Linked DNA regions of Mus musculus: all the other regions are linked to region 3. A link is a contact called in public Hi-C data. All regions are on one chromosome and are shown on one strand. Each heading gives the region's core, a stretch centred on a gene start, on an enhancer-like site or on the middle of the called end of the contact. The rest is flanking DNA. Distances are from core to core; before and after follow the strand shown. Region 1 has its middle 520 kb from the start of Nyap2. Region 2 has its middle 440 kb from the start of Nyap2. Region 3 has its middle 57 kb from the start of Mir6344.

Region 1 (3,041 bases), core at 506-3,005, 600 kb before region 3:
TGTGTCTTGGTCCTTCTGAGAAGTGTTTTGATGGTATCTATTAAGTTAAAAATTAACATGATTCTAGTGCATGTGGCCTTCATAGAGTTCCAATATGCATTTCAAAAATTTCTAAAGAATCAGTTTCAGCATTACTTATAATATTAATAAAAACTAGACATCACAAAATACAGTGTAGCTGTGTAAAGAATTAGACATATTTATAGCTTCCGATATAAAAACTTTCTGTCTCATAAATACATAAAATCGTCATATATATATGGAATTTAGATGTTTAAAATCTGTCTCATAAATACACAAAAATCAAGTTATATATATTTGGAATTAAGATGTTTAAATGTTATATGGTTCCATATATGTACACAAAAATAAGGTGCATATGATCATAGCATAAAATTTACTCCTTCTGGGGAAAGGAATAATTTGGAGCAAGTGGGATCTCATGGAAGATGCCATTGTTTTATATTGAATTTGGGTAAAAGCTAGTCTGTTTGTTGCTGTTAAATTGTTTTGCCTTGTAAACTTTTAGTGTAAAGAGGCAGACAAAGCTGTGGGCATACACATAGGTCCACATTATCGTGTACAAAAGTGTGTTCCACATCAGGCAAGACTTTTTAGACAGCTACGTTGTATTTCTGGAGACTGCACCTAATGCCCAGGAAGTCTCTTTGCTTCCCATGCCTTTGTTGTGGGACCAAGCCTCATGCTGAAGTTTGCAAGGCATATAGAGCTCTGCCCAAATGTTAAGGAGGACCCACATACAGGCCTCCTGGATAGGTAGGCATTTCTTGTCTAAAATATAGAAGGGTATTTTTACACCTTGCTCTGTTGCCCTTAGAAAAAGACAGATTCTCCCCAAATCACGGAAGTGTGTGTGTGTGTGTGTGTGTGTGTGTGTGTGTGTGTGTGTGTGTGGTGTGTGTGTGTGTACTTGATGCTTAAGGTTAATTACACCCAAGAAAGTTAGCTAGTGTCCCTTTGGGGGTGTGTCTGGATAAAAATGTCCCAGTCCTGGGCCATTCATTTTAGGATGCTGAGACGGTTTAATAAGTACAGTAACATTTGGGAGTGGGAGGTAGAATTTTCCTCTATAGTCATAAGGATATCATATAGGTGGTAGTGGAGGTGGTGGTGATGGTGGTGGGGTGGTGCTTCTGCTGCTGCTGCTGCTGGTGTGTGTGTGTGTGTGTGTGTGTGTGTGTGTGTGTGTGTGTGTGTGTGGTGTCCATGGAGAGGACTAAACCTGTACTGAATACCATTCTTCAAATGCAACTACACTTAAATATCCATATATTAAAATATACATGCCCATTTTCCGCTCCTACATAAAGGAGCCAGGCACAGGCCGGTCTCTTTCTAGTTGATCTTAATCCCTCTCCCCTTCAGCGTGGCCAGGAGCACCCCTCTCTTTGTAATAAATAGCTCTGAGAGCAAGACATTCATTCTGTCCCCTTTGATCACCTTGGAGCTGTCAGCTTGTGCTGCTGTTTGCCTCCCAGCTCTTGTTCCTGCCTAAAAGTGGAAGTAATGCCCCCTGAAAGAAATACCCTAGGTGTCCCGCAAGGCTGCAATCTATTTCTTCTTTTGTTGCATACGCCCCCTGGGGCCCGCCCTCCCAGCTTGAACAAACTCCTCTCTTCTTCCCCCCTCTCTATATCTTCGAAATTCTAGTTCCTTCTACAGACACTCAGCTGTGCTCCTGTGACGCCCCTAGGCCAGACTGTCTGAGAAGCTACCACCCTGCCAGACTGGGGAGGCTCCTCCTGGCTCCTCCTCCTTCTGCTAGTCGCAGACTCCGCAGAGCTCCGCACTGCAGGCTTTTGTGGTCACGGATCCTACAATCTTCATCAGAGAAGGCTAGCATCATGTCCCTGTAACTTAACCAGCAACTGATCTCCCCTAAATGCCCTCGTTTCCCTGCATTGACTAGAGACTTGGGATGCCTCCTCCCTCCCAGGAACTCCTTGGGCTGGCATTAGGGGCCCCCAATTTTGCAGTCAGCGTTTGAGTGGTGGGGAGTGGCGCTGAGATCGGGCTCAGCTGCAAGCCTTTGCTGATGCAGGGCTGGGAACACATTTGCAAGCTCTCTTCCTGGTTTATAGCGGAGATTATAAGCAATCTGTCTCCTCTCTTATCATCGCGTCAGGCCTGTTGTATAGTTTGTAAATATTGCTCAAGTGAAATAATTTGCAAAAGTAAACAATTGGGAGAAAAGAATATGGACCGTGAGGTTTGTCTTTAATGTATTTACAGGACAGGAAAGGGGTCTGGGATGAGAAAATTATGGGGTAGAATGGGGAGGGGAGGGAAGAAGAGGGGAGAGTTGACGACCAGAATGCTGATGATTCTGTGATGGCGACATAACTAATTAACTGTAATGTCGCTTAAAAGCTTCTGGCTCTCCCTGACATTGTTCGAAAGTATGCATTATTTTAAAAAGAGCTAAGATGTAGGGGGTGGTTGAGTGGCTTTAAAATGACTGAATACCACTCATTGTGCTGGATAAGAAAGAAAGAAAGAAAGAAAGAAAGAAAGAAAGAAAGAAAGAAAGAAAGAAAGAAAGAAAGAAAGAAAGAAAGAAAGAAAGAAAGACGAAAACCGACAAACTGCAGTGGAAATAAATACAGCATTGCAGGTTGGTGTGTGAGGCTACAGCTGGGGAAGCCAGGGCTGTTAAGTGGAAAATTCCTGAAGAGGACATATTTCTGTTTCCAGTGGGAAGAAAGAGAGTGTTGTTGGGAGCTGGCAGTTCTTTATAAAATACAAGAGTACCATGATGATGACCAAACGACCTAACTGAACTGAGAGAAATTAACCAAACAAATAGCTTTACCTGTTATACTGTATTCTTAGAGACTGCCACAGTCTCCTTTCTGGTCCCCTGGGTCTAGACAGAAGGGAGGAATGAAGAGGCTAAGAGAGCTGACAGACAGCAGAAAACTGGAGTGGGGTGGGGGTAGGGGGTGGGGAGTAGGGGTGCCTTTGCTCCTGAAACAAACACATACTCAGAGAGCCGGTCCTTGGGTTCTCAATACTGAGAA
Region 2 (2,864 bases), core at 33-2,532, 670 kb before region 3:
TTATAGAGAATCTTACGATGTTAGCCAGTGCTCAAAAACGCATGGGTTTCTACTTTATTTTTAAATCCATTTCCAAAATTAAGATGATATGCTTAGATAGTCAGGTTTCTGGAAACAATTGAAAATCTGAACTTCATCCTGAGGAATACGGCTTAGATGTCACAGGGAGGATGCGTTTCTCAAATATTAGTTACTTTACCTTGTGATTATTTAATGACAGGTTTCTAAGTTTTTATATTATATACCGAATAGAAAGTCAGTACGTACATCACATGCGCTGGGGAAAAAAGCAAGAAGGCAAAAAGAAACTTATTTGGGTGCTGCCTGTACCACCAAATATTTTTCTCTGGTTCGTTTTAGGTCATAGAACAAAGAGATCCTTTTATTTTCATAACACTGGAAATTCATGCCCACAGCCCAAAAACACCATCAATGTGATCCAATAAAACTAGCATGTAGTTAATATTAGAGAAAGCCATGGTCAGCACTGCTTCATAGCCACACGCGATCATGATCAGGCTCATTTCCTCTCTCTCCTCTTTGTACCCTTATCATCTCCAGATAAAAATGGAGAAAATTCCAAGTGTTATGAATTTGTTTTTATAAACGTTATTGAAATCTAAAAAAAACTAAAACAGTTGAAGAACATACATGGAGCAAATAACTAGATAAAAACCCAATCAGTAACGGCTTTGTTTTGCTTTGAGTCTATTTTAAAGCTAAAGCTAAAAAATGAAAATGAGATAATGCTTTCCAGTTTATTATCTTTTTTAATGTCACATTCGTACACATACACACTGATACACACTTCTGTCTGACTTGGATGAGGCTGCCCGTTCAACCAAGGGTAATGTATGCAGCGAAAGTAAACCCTCAGAGTTCGACATGACACTTATTAAATATATGTCAAATATTTGCTGCGATTTTGCCAATTCAGCACAAGTGGCCTCCATGAGAATGGTCACAGTGTTATGCTGGCAGGAAAATAGAATCTGAGCTGAGAAACAGGGGAGGGGAAAAAAAAATACAAGTTCTCTTAAGGTCAAGGGCAACAGCTGAACAGCTCTGGGCCTACCTGCTTCAAAGGGTTCAGTGTTTTTGTGTTTATAGATAAAATGTTGGTTTCTATGGGGGAAGGGTGGTCACGGGAACAAATATCCCTGACACCCAAACAAAATAATCCCAAATAAAATGGGTGATGTAGTCAATAGTAAAAAGGGAGATAGCTATTCATGGGGAAAATGCATGACCTCACCCTGTGAGAATACACAGCCATTCATCAGCCTGGTTCAGCTTTTCTCGCTTACTTGCTTTGAATCGCATGGCTCAGGCCCTTTCCCTTTCCACACAGGGTTAGCTCATTTGATTGCAGACATTAAAGGTTTCTCAGGACTGGACAAATGTAAAGAAAGTTCTTAGTGTGCAGAACTTTTCCTTGTGGAAACTTTAGAAAGGCTTTCTTTGAGAGTAATACACTGCCCTTAACTCTTTGTTTCCCTTTCATCTTTCTTATTTATTATTTCTGCTTTTGGTCTCCGGAGAACTTCATGTTAGCATAGCTGGGAGAGTGGTCTCTGTGACCAACAGAAACGTATTATAGGAATAATATAGAGAAATGTGTTTAGAAGCAGACGAATGAGCTAAAAATAACCTTGTAAGCAGGCTAGGTTATAATTTTCAATTGTGGTTCTTGCTTAAATCTTTGAGGGCTATCGGCCCATCTCCTGATTCTCAAAAAGCCCCTTAATTTAACAAAGTAGCTATAAACAACTGCCCCTAAAACTGCAACCAAATTGTTTGTGCTATGTTATGTATCTAAGGAAACAAATGTAGACATCTAGGATTACATTATTAGTTTCTGTGGAGACATGTGCACTTCAAAGATTTTTTTTTTCAGAATCTAGCAATGCTATGTCACCCAGGAGCCAAGGCCTCCTGTGGTGAAAGTTTCAGGCCCCTGGCTGCTGCTCCTGCCCTCAGCCCCTGTGCTCTAGTTCTGTCCAGATATTTGGTTTCTGCAGTGGATGGGGTGGGGCAGATATCTGCTGCATTTGTTCCCCTAGACATTCACGATTTTAAATAGCCAGAGAGGAAAACAACATGATTTTGACCAATCTGACCACTTTCTACTATGTCACATCGATAATCGCCAGTGTGAACAATGTCCTGGTGCCTGATAGAGCATAGCTCCTGGGCTGGCTCTCCTGGGAATCAAGCGGGCTGATCCAGAGATCTTTGTGATATTAGGTAGCCCAGCAGCCCAAGGCTGTGCTTTTAAAAAGGCAGCTCACATCACTGTGTTGCCAAGTTGGGTGAGTACAAACCAAATCAGCCCACCAAACCAGCCCACCATGCTTTTATTGGAAGTAACTTAACAATTTCTAAAGGGATCATGACATTGTGGCTCAAGGTCTGGCGCATCAGCCCTGTCCAGCAAATATAGCACTAGCTCTCCAAAACTTTGGGAGCCTCTCCAAACAGCCTGCTAGCAAGAAGTGTCTGAGAAGAGTAGTCCTGAAAAGGTACTTGTTAACAACTGCTCGTTTGCCTTTTATAGTGAAATTGAGCACAGTGGGCCGCAGTTTTCCTTATGGCTGTTCAACTATAAGCAAGGTAACCCTCTGGTGGAGATGTTCATCCAGAAGGAAGGGATACATCTGTAGTCACAGGAAGTTCAGTGATGAGTTCCTAAATATTCCTTAATTTTGTCAAAATTACAGATTGATTGGAAGTTACAAATCTAGAATATATAGTGTTTCCTTTACCAGGTTTTCCTGAATAGTTAAATTTTATTCATTAGTGATACAGTATAGAAATTAATAGTTGACATTAATTTTAGTTCCGTCATTATTTCATTAGTTGTA
Region 3 (3,182 bases), core at 131-2,630:
GGAATGGAATCAACAAAGACACCTAGTGTCACCCAGTGCTCTCCAAATGCATTTGTACACATGTACAAGTTATACAGACATGCAAATCTAGGTGCCAAACTGTATCTTCTACTCGAGATGAGAAGGCCCCTACTTTGGTGTGATCTGTAAGTACTACACTTCGGATTTCTAGTGAAACTAAATCTGCTTTGAAAGTTGCCTAAAGAAGCAAGGAATTCTTTGTATTCACCATGACCCTGGGCTTCAAATGATAGAAATAACTCCAGCTGGGTCTTGAGTAAAAGACAATCTCCCATTTCAGAGATTTCTTGAATTATCACTGGTTTTGGAAATGGCATGTACCTAGATACAAATCATGTCTTCAGAATTCAGTTTCTCCTTTCCTCAACTTTGTCCTTGTTGAAGCTCATTATTTATGTCACTTCAAGATGATCTCTGGTAACAGATAACTATGACCTGTCAATGTAATAATGACAACAGAAGATAGATAGATAGATAGATAGATAGATAGATAGATAGATAGATAGACAGAGAGAGGGGGGGGGGGTACTCAAATATCCTTAAAGTAGGCTATTTGATAATAGACTCAAATTGGTCCATTTGTCAGCCTGAAAGAGGGCTACTTAGAGTTGACAGTCAGAAAGAGGATCCTACTGCAACCTCTAGTCCCAGGAAAACACACAGAATTGACACAATAATGAGGACAAGGGGCTGTTATCAGAGAGGCTCTACAAGAAAATACATGGTACTAAGAGGCCAAAATCCCCACCTACCATCCTTCACACCCTGCTTGTCTTCGTCTTTACCTTCTGGCTTCAGGAAAGGTAACTGACATAGGCTAGGGGTCCCACTCTTAATCACACTACTGTAGTAATTACAAATTACTGTAGTAATTTCCATACACTCACACCAGAGTAAGATTTAGAAACCACCTAACAGGTAATTTAAGAGTTCGATTAATTTACTATTAAAAAACTGTGTAAGAATAAACATGACAGAGGAGACCAAGAATACATCTATGATGAAAGTGTTTACTAACTTCCAGCAAAGTCTGGCCTAATTAGATGGTAATCACAGTTAGCTGGGTACACAGTGTTCACATTAAAAATCAGGCACAAGAAATGTTTGATCCGAAGGCCGATAATCCTAGCCGGCTTCTTGTAGACACGTAACTCTTCAAAGGAGGCAACTTTTACCTAAATATTTTCCGTTTCTTTATGATTAGCTTTGAAGGATTAAAAGGCTATTCCCCCACATCTCGCATAAGCAGAGATGTGTCCCAGCGTGTCTCAGTATCTTTTAAATGACTCTCCATTACAACTCGGCTCACAGCTTTCTGACAAGCAAGCAGAGTTAAAGGGGTGGAGCAATATTTGCTTTATTGACAGATTTTATTGCTATCTGTTACCCAGCTGTGGGTGCTCTGTGGAGTTTATCTTAGGGCAATTAAAGATATTGCTCCTTAGACAGCTAGCACAGTGGCTTATTTGAAAGTCGTTTTGTTAATTAGGAATTACTATATTAATATGCATAGTTCTTTTAAACTATCCTACTCTGCCAAATGCTAACTTTACATTAGAGTTTCAAACCCAAAATATCTTTAAACCCAAAGACTTTAGAAGATTTCAAATGTACGGGATCTCTGTAGTAGGGGAACCCCAGCTATATCCTGCTTTCACGAAGAAAGGAGCAGCCTATTTATATGCCACAGGGTTTTACTCATAAAAATCAACTTCATGAAAATGGGTGCAAAACCAGAAGTACCCCACTTGCCTTAAGGGACTATAAAACTCAAAACCAGTTACGTTAATAAAATTACTATGCTAACAAAAAGTAAGCCAAGGTTTTTCTTCTGCCTTCAGCAAACTCCCCCAAAGGATGCTGGCCTGAGCCCAAAAGAGAAAGCAAGAAGCAAATTATACACTGTTCACGAGGTTGCAAAGAGCTGCCTTTGGTTTTACTGTCTGTGCCCCCAGGGACACCTGCCCTTGCTTCTCTGAGCATTTGCTTGCTGCTGAGTTCAGACTGGCCCTTTCCCTATCTGCGTGTTCTGGATGATAAATCAAGCAGACTTCTCCAAGTAGGTGGCCTGCCTTGCACATGTACCGCCTTTCTGGCCCAGTGACAAATGTTGGGTGCTATTACTGGTGTTACTCATTGGTATCCATGGAGATATGGGAAGACTCACTGGATCTTGAGTAACAAGAGAGAAATGGAGACATGTTTCCTTGGCTCCTGTAGTCCACTTTGCTTTTATGACTACTCTTTCACACCGATTTATACTGAGAAGGCAGGGCTGATTCCATGACAGGCTTCAAATTGACAGTTAAGGAGACTAGGCCTAAATCTCTATTTCCAAGAACTGGGCAATTGCAGGGAAATCCAGGCCTCAGAAGCCGACACCTTGCCTAAGGCAAGGACAATGGGTCAGCAGCAGCTTCCAGACCTCCCCAGCAAGTTTCCAGCCCCCATACCCCGGTAATGGAATGTCCATAGAGACGGAGCTAACAGGTTAACATAGAGCTCACCTATCCTTGAATTCCCTAATGTGCTTTAAATCAGGCCTGCAAGCTTACTTGATTGTTTCTCTATCTTGGTAATGGGGAGACCCCAGCATGTAGGACTTCTGCAGAATAAAACACTCTTTGCAATTACATACTATTTGAGTCCAGGGTGTCATTCTTCGGGGAATCATGGTCCCATACAATACCTGATTGGGGAAACAGTAAGGGTTATGATTCTTTATCTGAAGAAGGGAATTTTCCAATGGGACAAATATAACTGGTTCTCATTTCATGAATATTTGTATTTGAATACATGACCTTATCCCTCCACAATGGCAGACAGTATTACTGAAAAAAAAAAAATCATGCTTCCTGTTAGCCCTGGATGTCTTAGTTTGGGTTTTATTGCTATGAAGAGATGCCTTGACTATGGCAACTCTTATGAAGGAAAACATTTTAATTGGGGCTGTCAGGTTTAAAGGTTTACCCTGCTATTGTCATGATGGGGAGCATGGCAGCAGGTGAGCAGACATGGTGCTGGAGAAGGAGCTAAGAGTTCTACATCTGGATCGGCAGGCAACAGGAAAAGAGGATGATATTGGGTCTGGCTTAAGCATCTGAAACCTCAAAGTCTACTCCTGTTGATATATGTTCTCCAACAAGGACACACCTACTCCA

What was found. A called contact is a pair of places that touch in the nucleus more often than the background predicts.
Region 1: a Hi-C map of uterus shows a contact between it and region 3, with 4 times the contacts expected there. The contact joins two enhancer-like sites. A contact is called at or near these places in 1 of 15 datasets of contacts at CTCF or cohesin (pro-B cells) and 2 of 484 Hi-C or Micro-C datasets (liver and uterus).
Region 2: a Hi-C map of uterus shows a contact between it and region 3, with 4 times the contacts expected there. The contact joins two enhancer-like sites. A contact is called at or near these places in 3 of 484 Hi-C or Micro-C datasets (liver, myocytes and uterus).

What each region holds. Positions count from the first base shown.
Region 1 is chr1:81,592,021-81,595,061 of GRCm38.p6, forward strand. No RefSeq gene overlaps it. Among named protein-coding and RNA genes, the nearest start is that of Nyap2, 520 kb to the left of the region's middle. Within about 2 kb of position 1,756, at least 153 of the 459 cell types and tissues checked have an H3K27ac peak or open chromatin away from gene starts, as enhancers often do. A contact at or near this core is called in uterus, where this site is marked.
Region 2 is chr1:81,519,794-81,522,657 of GRCm38.p6, forward strand. No RefSeq gene overlaps it. Among named protein-coding and RNA genes, the nearest start is that of Nyap2, 440 kb to the left of the region's middle. Within about 2 kb of position 1,283, at least 31 of the 459 cell types and tissues checked have an H3K27ac peak or open chromatin away from gene starts, as enhancers often do. A contact at or near this core is called in uterus, where this site is marked.
Region 3 is chr1:82,187,646-82,190,827 of GRCm38.p6, forward strand. No RefSeq gene overlaps it. Among named protein-coding and RNA genes, the nearest start is that of Mir6344, 57 kb to the left of the region's middle. Within about 2 kb of position 1,381, at least 68 of the 459 cell types and tissues checked have an H3K27ac peak or open chromatin away from gene starts, as enhancers often do. A contact at or near this core is called in uterus, where this site is marked.